2 separate regions of the Sus scrofa genome follow, and region 1 is linked to region 2. Evidence: chromatin contacts called from public HiChIP or PLAC-seq data. All regions are on one chromosome and are shown on one strand. Each heading gives the region's core, a stretch centred on a gene start, on an enhancer-like site or on the middle of the called end of the contact. The rest is flanking DNA. Distances are from core to core; before and after follow the strand shown. Region 1 holds the start of KLHL24 (kelch-like protein 24). Region 2 holds the start of B3GNT5 (UDP-GlcNAc:betaGal beta-1,3-N-acetylglucosaminyltransferase 5).

The links. HiChIP or PLAC-seq counts read pairs in DNA pulled down with a chosen protein or histone mark.
Region 1: a contact with region 2 is called in an H3K27ac HiChIP or PLAC-seq map of alveolar macrophages. The contact joins the promoter of KLHL24 here to the promoter of B3GNT5 in region 2. A contact is called at or near these places in 2 of 2 datasets of contacts at active chromatin or transcription factors (alveolar macrophages and skeletal muscle).

Annotation. Positions count from the first base shown.
Region 1 is chr13:121,563,135-121,567,450 of Sscrofa11.1, forward strand. It overlaps KLHL24 (kelch-like protein 24), which reads left to right and starts at 1,714. Exons shown (of 9, transcript XM_003132561.5): 1 at 1,714-1,869.
Region 2 is chr13:121,204,324-121,208,412 of Sscrofa11.1, forward strand. It overlaps B3GNT5 (UDP-GlcNAc:betaGal beta-1,3-N-acetylglucosaminyltransferase 5), which reads left to right and starts at 2,378. Exons shown (of 3, transcript NM_214327.1): 1 at 2,378-2,513. All of the region lies in intron 15 of MCF2L2 (probable guanine nucleotide exchange factor MCF2L2), which reads right to left.

The DNA.
Region 1 (4,316 bases), core at 464-2,963, 360 kb after region 2:
AGCCTTAAATGCACTGCCAGAGAGGTGGGACTTTTATGACGCCAGTGAGGATCCATGGGTGCTGGAAAAATGAAAAGCCATACAAGAAAGGAAGTTGTATCCTGTTTAATTCATTGTTGAATAATAAATACATAGTCTTACTGACCTAAACACTAAATAATTATTTAACCAGAAAATGGATGATTGGAAGGATGGTGGACAGGGACGACAGCTTCCTTAATAGGAAATAGCCATACATTATACTGGAAGATAAATGTAAATACCAGAATAGCTCAAATAGTTGAAAGTGGCTGCTTCTGGAGAATTAAGAATGAGGAGGGGTGGGAGATGGACGACTGTCATACTACTAGACTTGTAATATTTAACCTTGTAAATACACTTTTTAGAAGGATAATTGTGTACCTATATTAATATAATTTTTTTTTAAATCTATGTGTCAGAGTTCCTGTTGTGGCGCAGCGGAACCAAATCCAACTAGGAACCATGGGATTGCAGGATCCAATCCTGGCCTCACTCAGCAGGTTAAGAATCCGGTGTTGCCCCGAGCTATGGTGTAGGTTGCAGACACGGCTCAGATCCTGCCTTGCTGTGGTTGTGGTGTAGGCTGGCAGCTGTGGCTTCAATTGGACCCCTAGCCTGGGAACCTCCATATGCTGCGGCCCTAAAATAAAAAAACTATGTGTCTATCTCAGCTTCACCACTTAATTGCTGAATGATCAGTGCCAGCTCTTTTATCCTCTCTGTGGCTTAGTTTCTTCATCTGTAAAATGGGATAATAAAACTGCCTTGCCGGGTTATTATGAAGATTAAAGGATATATGTGAAGAGCCTAGCAGTGGGTCTGGAGCTTAGTAGAAGCTCAATAAATGGTAGGCATTTTCATTTCTTAATAACATATGGAAATGAGGGCTAAAAAGCATGTTTAAAAAGCCTGGACACAAGCCTTCTTATATACACCTTTAGCCATTGGAACACATCCTCTTATTTAATAAAGACATGACTATATTCTTAAACTACAGAAGAAGAAGTTATAATTCTGATATCAGAAACGAAAAACTAGTTAAATGTTTCAAAATATGGAGGTGTACTCAGCCTTAAAAAAAATATTTCTGGAGACAAAAAAAAAAAAAAAAAAAAAAAAAAAAGCACAAAATAATGTCCTTTGGGGAATCTGCTTCAGAAAACAGGGATTTGTGACAAGGTTATCTGGTTTGCATGTACGTTTACAATAAAAAGATAACCCGAGGTGATACAGGTGACAGTGACAGATTTAAAAAGAAAAGTGGGTTCGTCTAGCTATCAGGGTTCTTGTCCTTCTCACCTCTCAGGCCCTCAGATCTCCTGACTGCATACCAAAGGATCAAATAAAAAGGTCTCTAAACCTAATCCCAAATTCTAGGGTTCTAAGAATTCTTGGTTACGTGCTTTTGCCTTGGGACGTGGCAATAAACACACGACTCATTTCTCACTGGGCTCCTCGCACAGATGCATTTCCTTAACCTATCTCTACCTAAAACAAAGTGTTTCCGAATCACCGGCTCTTAGACTGTTATCTTCCCACGCCCAGCACCCGACACCCACCCTACAACGGGAACCCCAAGTGGCCCCGGCGGCCACCCCCGGAATGAGAACTACATCTCCCAGGGTGCCCCGAGGCGGGGGAATGCCCACTCGGATAGGCCAGGGGTCCGTGACGCTTAGTGTTTTGGCCCCGACGGTCACATGTTTCCTTTGTTGTGAGCTGCGGGGAGACTGGTGGCTGGAGGAGACGCCGGCGCAGGAGAGAGCGCTGCGCCGCGGGCCGCTAAGGGACCGCTTGGGCCACCTCTGCTGGCCACTGCTGCTGGCCTCTTCCAGCCTTCTTCTTGAGGTACCCGGGGATGACAGCTCCGGGACCGGCCGAAAGGCGAGGAAACGACCAGAGCCGGGGGCGGAGGGGCGGCTGAGGTCACAACCACGGGGATGTCTGCAGGAGGGAAGCCAGCGGCGGCCGGCCTCTGGAGCCAGAGGAGGGGGGACTGAGGAGAGATTGCAGCTGGGGCTACAGGGCTCCTGTCTGGGGCGAGGCGACTCCGAGGCTCTCTTGGGGGGTCTTCAGCCCCGGTTCCGTAACAACACTATGAAAGAAAGGGCACCCCCGCCTCCTGGCACTACCGCCCCGGAACCGCGGCGTTGCTGGCGTGCCCGCCGGGGGCGGATTGGGAGGGGCCTGGTCGCCGGGGCTGGGGGCAGCTGGTGCGGATCTCCCCGCCGCCGGAGGGACTGAGGTAGCTGGCAGTGAGGGCGGGGAGAAGGGTCCCGCAACTTGCCGATGGGCTTCGAACGGACCACTGCTCTTTTTTACTCGAAGGAAGTGCCGAGAATGCGAAGGTATCAGGTCAAGCTTTCCCATTTGGTGGGGGCGACCGTTTGGTCCTGACGGGGAGGACTGACGGGGTCAAGGTGGGTCCCAGCGTAGCGGGCCAGAACAGCCCCGTAAAGAGTTGCGAAATGTGTGCGGCGCTGTCACCTGACCGTTACCCCCGCCCCCACCGTCCTGCGAGCCTTTGTTTACCGCCGCTCGCCGCAGGGCCAGCGCAGAGAACGGAGAACTGGGCCCTGGAGAGACAGTCCCTGGGGAGCCCGGGCGGGCGGGGGAGCGGGCGTTCCGTCGGCTGAGTCCCCGCCTAACCTCCCCACCTTCTCACCACTCCAGGCCTCGGTTTCTTAATTTAGTTCCTAATGGCCCCGCCCCCAGATTCTGGACGCTGGAGGCGAAGGCTGTTAACGCGGCGGGGATTGGGGGCCTGCGGCGGCTAGCGGGCGGGACGACCGGGCGAATTCCGAGCGTTTATTGGAGGGTGCCTTGTCGCTGGGTGGACGTGCCCAGGCACTTCTTCCCCGCCTCCTTGAAGGTGATCTGGAGGACGCGCGGGAGCGCGCGCGCTCGCCTCTCGTGCCGCCGCAGCACTAGAGGAGCGGGTGGCGCGCGCTCCCGCGCTGGAGGACTCGGGCGCGAGGCCCCTCTGTCTGGCCGTCCTTTGCAGCTCTGGGGCCCGCGGAGGACAGCAGCCGCGGCGCGAGATCTGAGGGCCGGAAAATTAGCCCCTTTTGACTTGCATGGCCTTAGCTACCCAGGTGGTGGAAAGAAAGTCCTCAGACGAATTAGTTCTTGCCTGTTCTGTAAACAAGGTTTAAGTAGTTTAAAAAGAGCCGTAACGCCACGTTTTAGAGTGCTTTACAGTCATCCCTGAGGTGGTAACTGTTCAGTTTCAGTGGGTTTTAATAATTAATGACTTATTCTCTTGAACAGCTTTAAAAAAATCTCATCTTAGTATTTGCAGTTACAGATTGTTTAGGTCGACCAGCTGAGGATGCTTTTTGTTACGTCCTAAAATAGATTAAAAAGCTGCCTCCTGTCGACTAAAACGTAAAATTAGAATTATATTTTTTAAAAAAGGTAACTTGAGGATATATTTTTTAAAAGTAAGATTCTTCTATATTTGGGTTTAGATGAGTTGCTTCCTTGTTTGGGGAATATAGCTCTCTGTTTTGTGATGACATTAATATCTACAAGAACAATCGTTTTACCAGTATGTGAACGATGCGGTTTTCCTAATCTTGTGTTAATAGGGTTCCTTGGGTTTTTAATCAGATTTTCTTTTCCTGTAAATCTGTAGGAATTCACCCAAGACAGTGCATTTCTGTAGGAGGTAGATCGAGTTCCCTGGGTGAACCAGGAATTGAATATGAACAGTTCCCATTGGGTATGCATTCTTAATTTATTTTTAAAATTCAAGTTCGGATGACTGCACCAGAAAGAGCAGCTTCTGTGCCTCATCGCTTGTGCATTAAAGGCATTTAACATTTCTAAATAAGTACAAGATGCAAACCTCTAACCTTTTTAAAACATAAAACCACCACTCGTGAGCCTGCTCATCCAGACAAAGCCTGTAACTTAGTCTCTAAACAGGAAGAAGAAATAATATTCTGATTTAGGGCTATCAGCTTTAATTTAAACTTTCCTGGCTTTTGTCCAAGTTGCTAAAACTTAGTGCTTTTTCAGAAAACTTTGTTTTAGCTTCTTTGTTTTTCTGCCATTTTATCAAAACCCAAAGATCAAGCCTGTGAAAAACAAATACTGTTTATTAAATAAATGACTGCAGTTATTTTTTGTGTATACTTTTTTCCTACCAAGGAGTTTGGGACATCCTTTGTCAATAAGTATTTAGGTATGGACTGTACAATTTTTTAAAAGTAAATAAAATATATTCATAATATATCCTCATAAGTTTATGAACTATATATAAGATTATATATTTTTGTATTATTGTTTCT
Region 2 (4,089 bases), core at 1,128-3,627:
GACTGTCATGAGCATGAGGTTGACAGCTGCCCACCCAGTCTGTGAGGATGCCCAGACGCCATGCTCAGCAATTCACATACATTATTGTTTCTGTTGTCAGACCTCACTGCACCTTTGCAGGCAGGAATTGTCGTAGGGCACAGAGAAGTTGGGTCACTTGCCCAAACCTGTGGCCAGCAGGAAGCTAGGTCAAGATTCCTCTCTATCTCTCTAGCATCTCTGGTTTTGCATAAATGTTCATTGGATTCAGAACACACAGCCTGTGGTGTGTCTGAATTCATGGGACAGGGCCTGTGCAGAATCTGTGAGGAAATCTATCTTCTACAGAAAGAGCAAATTAAGCCAAACAAGTCAAGCCTAGCACTATAGTGATATGCTTCAGCTCTGTTAGGCATTAAGGAGTCAGCTATCAAACCTACTTCTCCTTGCAGGATTTCAGTAACACTTGTCCCTTCTTTGGGTTTCTTTGGCTCCAACCATTTCCTGGGTCCTCTTGTACTCAAGTTTCAGTCTTCTTTCCCTACAACTAATGATACATGCCCAACTCTCTGATCCTCTTTCCTACATTTGCTTCTCCCTCTGCTCTTTCTCTGTCTTATCGTCCCCCTTCTAACTCTTAACATGCAAATTGAATTCCCCCATTCTCTAAAGTTTACCATCTTGATGCTACAGTTTTCCTTTTCCAGCAACTCTCCATAGTCCTCTAGCGCTCTGTGAAACGATTACCTGACAGTGAGGTTGAAAGTTGTTTATAAATCTAATTGTACTGGTTCACAAGCGGCTACTATAGACACGGAGGGCAAGGCAATTCTGTCCTCCTTCCTCGTGACGGTCAAATTAGCATCACTGCTATCAGTTAATTTTATCTCTAACTAATTTCAAAATTTTCACACACTCCCTCCCAATAAAAGAAACTGAGAACTTCATTCTATACCATCAAGTCTATCATTCTCTTCCTCTCCCTCTGAGGTGGAAAGGGAGCCAGCCTGCCACAGGCATCCTCCCAGATGGGCAGAGGAGCTGTTCCCATGTAGTACGCAGGCACCAGGACAGGCATTCTGGGCCACTCTGCTCCTCTCCATCTCCCATCCACACCCTCTCCCCACCTCCCACCAAAAGCCCCACATCCTATCACCAATATCCTGACCTCCTTCTAATCCTTTGCCTGTGTTGTCTATCTCCATATAAGCTGATGTGACTATATGATTTTTATATGTATTTATCAATGTTTGAGTCAGTTTGTATTTTTGGTGGGTACAGTCCGATGTGTTCGAGCATGTGGAATATACATGTGCTGACACCTGCACCCATGTGGGCCTAGTTTCAAGCGACCTGACACGAATATAATGATAATGAACATTTGTACATAAATACAGAATACACATATGATACCTAGGGGTTATGTCTATGGGCTTAGCATCAGGATTTTATTTTGCATAAAGGGAGTGATCTGCACTGCACTAACAATGAATCAGCTTTTTAAAGGTCACTATCAGTGACTCCCTTACAAATCACATTACATAAATACTTCTGTGATTGGACATGCCATTTGGCACTACAGTCTCTGAGTTGATAAAGGCAGCACCAAGCCATGCTCTCTACAGGTAATATATGAAAGGAAATAACTGCATAATTGAAAATATTTTAAGGAGCTTAAAGAAACTACTTTTAAAACTTCTTAAAAATCTGGTTTGAAATAACAAGTACAATGTTATGTTTACACTTTCAAATTGACTCAGTAATCTACTTTTAAGTCATTACCTGTCATCTTCCTTTCACAGTCACAAATCCAAAACTTTTATTTTACTGAAATATGGGTTAATCTTTTATTTTCTGTCATGTTCTCAAATACATACAATTACAAAGCTGTTCAAAATATCACCTCTGTTAAATGATAATGTTTGTTCTACAGGAGGACGCTAGAACAATATTTGGGGAACAAGAAACCAGACCCATAAAGGATTTATTTATAATCTCTTCCCTTTAGTGGAAATTCATATTCTCCTGATTTGGTCTAATTACATGCATTAGTATTTTGAATTGGGAAAAAACGGCTCAAAGAGGACACATACAGATCCTGGCTCACAGCTGATGATCTGAGTAAAATGATCTCAATTAACTGAAGAGATGGGGAGAAGCATTTCCTGGAGTTCCTATGCACGGACAACAGACTGGGGTGGGGCTCACTGCCTTCACCAACACACTGGGGTGGTGTTGAAGGGACAGGCCAGTCTGGGTTTTGCAGTGACGCCAAGAAGGTGCAGGAAATGCTGCACACCGCACACCAGCCCAGCCGCGCCCCCGCCCTCCGCCCGGAACCCCTGATTGGGTCCGCCAAGACCTGCCCGTTCCAGCCAGTTCCTCGCTGGGGAAGCGAGCGCAGCGCTGGCCGTCCAGCCCCGGCTCACGATTTAAAACGGGCAAGTTTTGTTCCTGAAATCAATGACTCGCTCCGCTGCCGGAAGGAGAGCCGACCTCCGTTTTGGGAGTTTAAGGAGCTGATGTTGGTCTTGGTGAGTTCTGCTTTAAGCTCCGTTTGAAATTGAGCTGGGCTTGAAAGTGAACTCATTGCGGGGAGGGGGGAGTCTCTCCCCAACCGCCCCACTGATTTCTTAAAACCAACCGCCGTCGTGAAGCTCTAGTTTGCTGTATGTTAGCTCCCTTCTTTTGTTACCGAGGCCCCCAGAAGCCTGAGGCATAAGTGGTGTTACAAGAGATCTTTTAAAGACTAGCCTGCCCTTAGAATTCTTGCTCCTAAAAGGAAAATAAGGTGCTCGAAGTACAACTCAGAACTTACATTTCCTAGAAGAGTAAACTGATGCGTGTTCTGAACAAATGGATCAGTTGTCTAACAAATACTATCTCCTAATGAAAAGTGTATGGAGACCAGTTGTTTCATATGGAATTCATATATGTGATCAACTGCACTATTTTAAAAAATGCTTTGCAGCCCACCGCATCCTAGCAGGGGCCCAGGTCCCTAGTGAGTGGAAATGTGGTCTTCTCTTCCGGATCGCTAAATGGGGGAAGTTCTAGCCCGCTCAGCGGGAATAAATCTCAACTGGTTTGTTCTCCGTGCGGGCAGACAGGCTCCCCCAGTCCGCAGTGAAGGCTCCGGGCCGCCCGGCCTCCGCCCCGCCCCTGCCTGGCCCGGCTGCCTCGCAGCGTCTCCCCGCAGGAGCAAATCCCGGGCCACGGGAAAGGAGAGTCGGAGTCTGTTCTGCTTCCTCTGGGCCAGGCGAGGTCTCTAGGGCCGAGGGGGTAAGAATTGTGAGGAGGTGAAGGCACGCGCATTCGCACGGTGGCTGGAGGACTTCAGGTCTGAATACACACTGGGGCCGGGGAGCCGCCGCTGGAGCAGAGCTGGCTGCTGCCCCGGCCTGGGGCGCGCGCGGCCGGGCGTCGGGAAGCGGAGGCAGCCCTACCCGCCGTAGGGTAGGCTGCCCGCCGCCCGGGAGCGCGGCGGCGAAGGAGGCGCGTTCCCTGTCCGGAGCCCCTTTGTTCGCTCCGGCCTGTTGGCGGGCGCCCGGCGACCGTGGCTCCCGGTCGAGAAGCAGCCCAGGTGCAGCAGGTAGGCTGGGAGACCCGGAGCTCTGGTGGGGGTGAATTTTCCCAGGGCCGGGAGGGATCCCCTTCTCTAGGGAGCTCCCGCCAGGCTGCCGCTGCGCCGCGCTGCTAAAACCAGCCGGAGCGCGGGAGCCGGGAGGCGAAAGCCGCGCCCTGCGGGCCTCGGTTTCCGGCCAGGGTCTCCTAACCTTGCTGCCACCCCTAGGCTGCAGGGGTGAATTTGGTTGAAAGGCCGAGTCTGAAGGTTGAAGCTAGGAAACTGCCAGACTGGGGAAGCTTTCGGTGAGTTACTGGTCAGGGAGAAAGAGACAAGGAAGTGGGCAGGCGGAGAAACTGGGAAATTAGACCTCTTTGTAGGAGGGTAAGTATTTGCCACTCTTTCCTTTGACTCTGTTGAATTCTATTTTGCTTCCTGAAGTGACAGAGTCATTGCTTACTCAGATACCAATTACGTAGGTCCAAAGTAGCACCTTTTCATCCAACCCTTGACTATGCACCCTATATTTTTCTTTCCCACTGTTG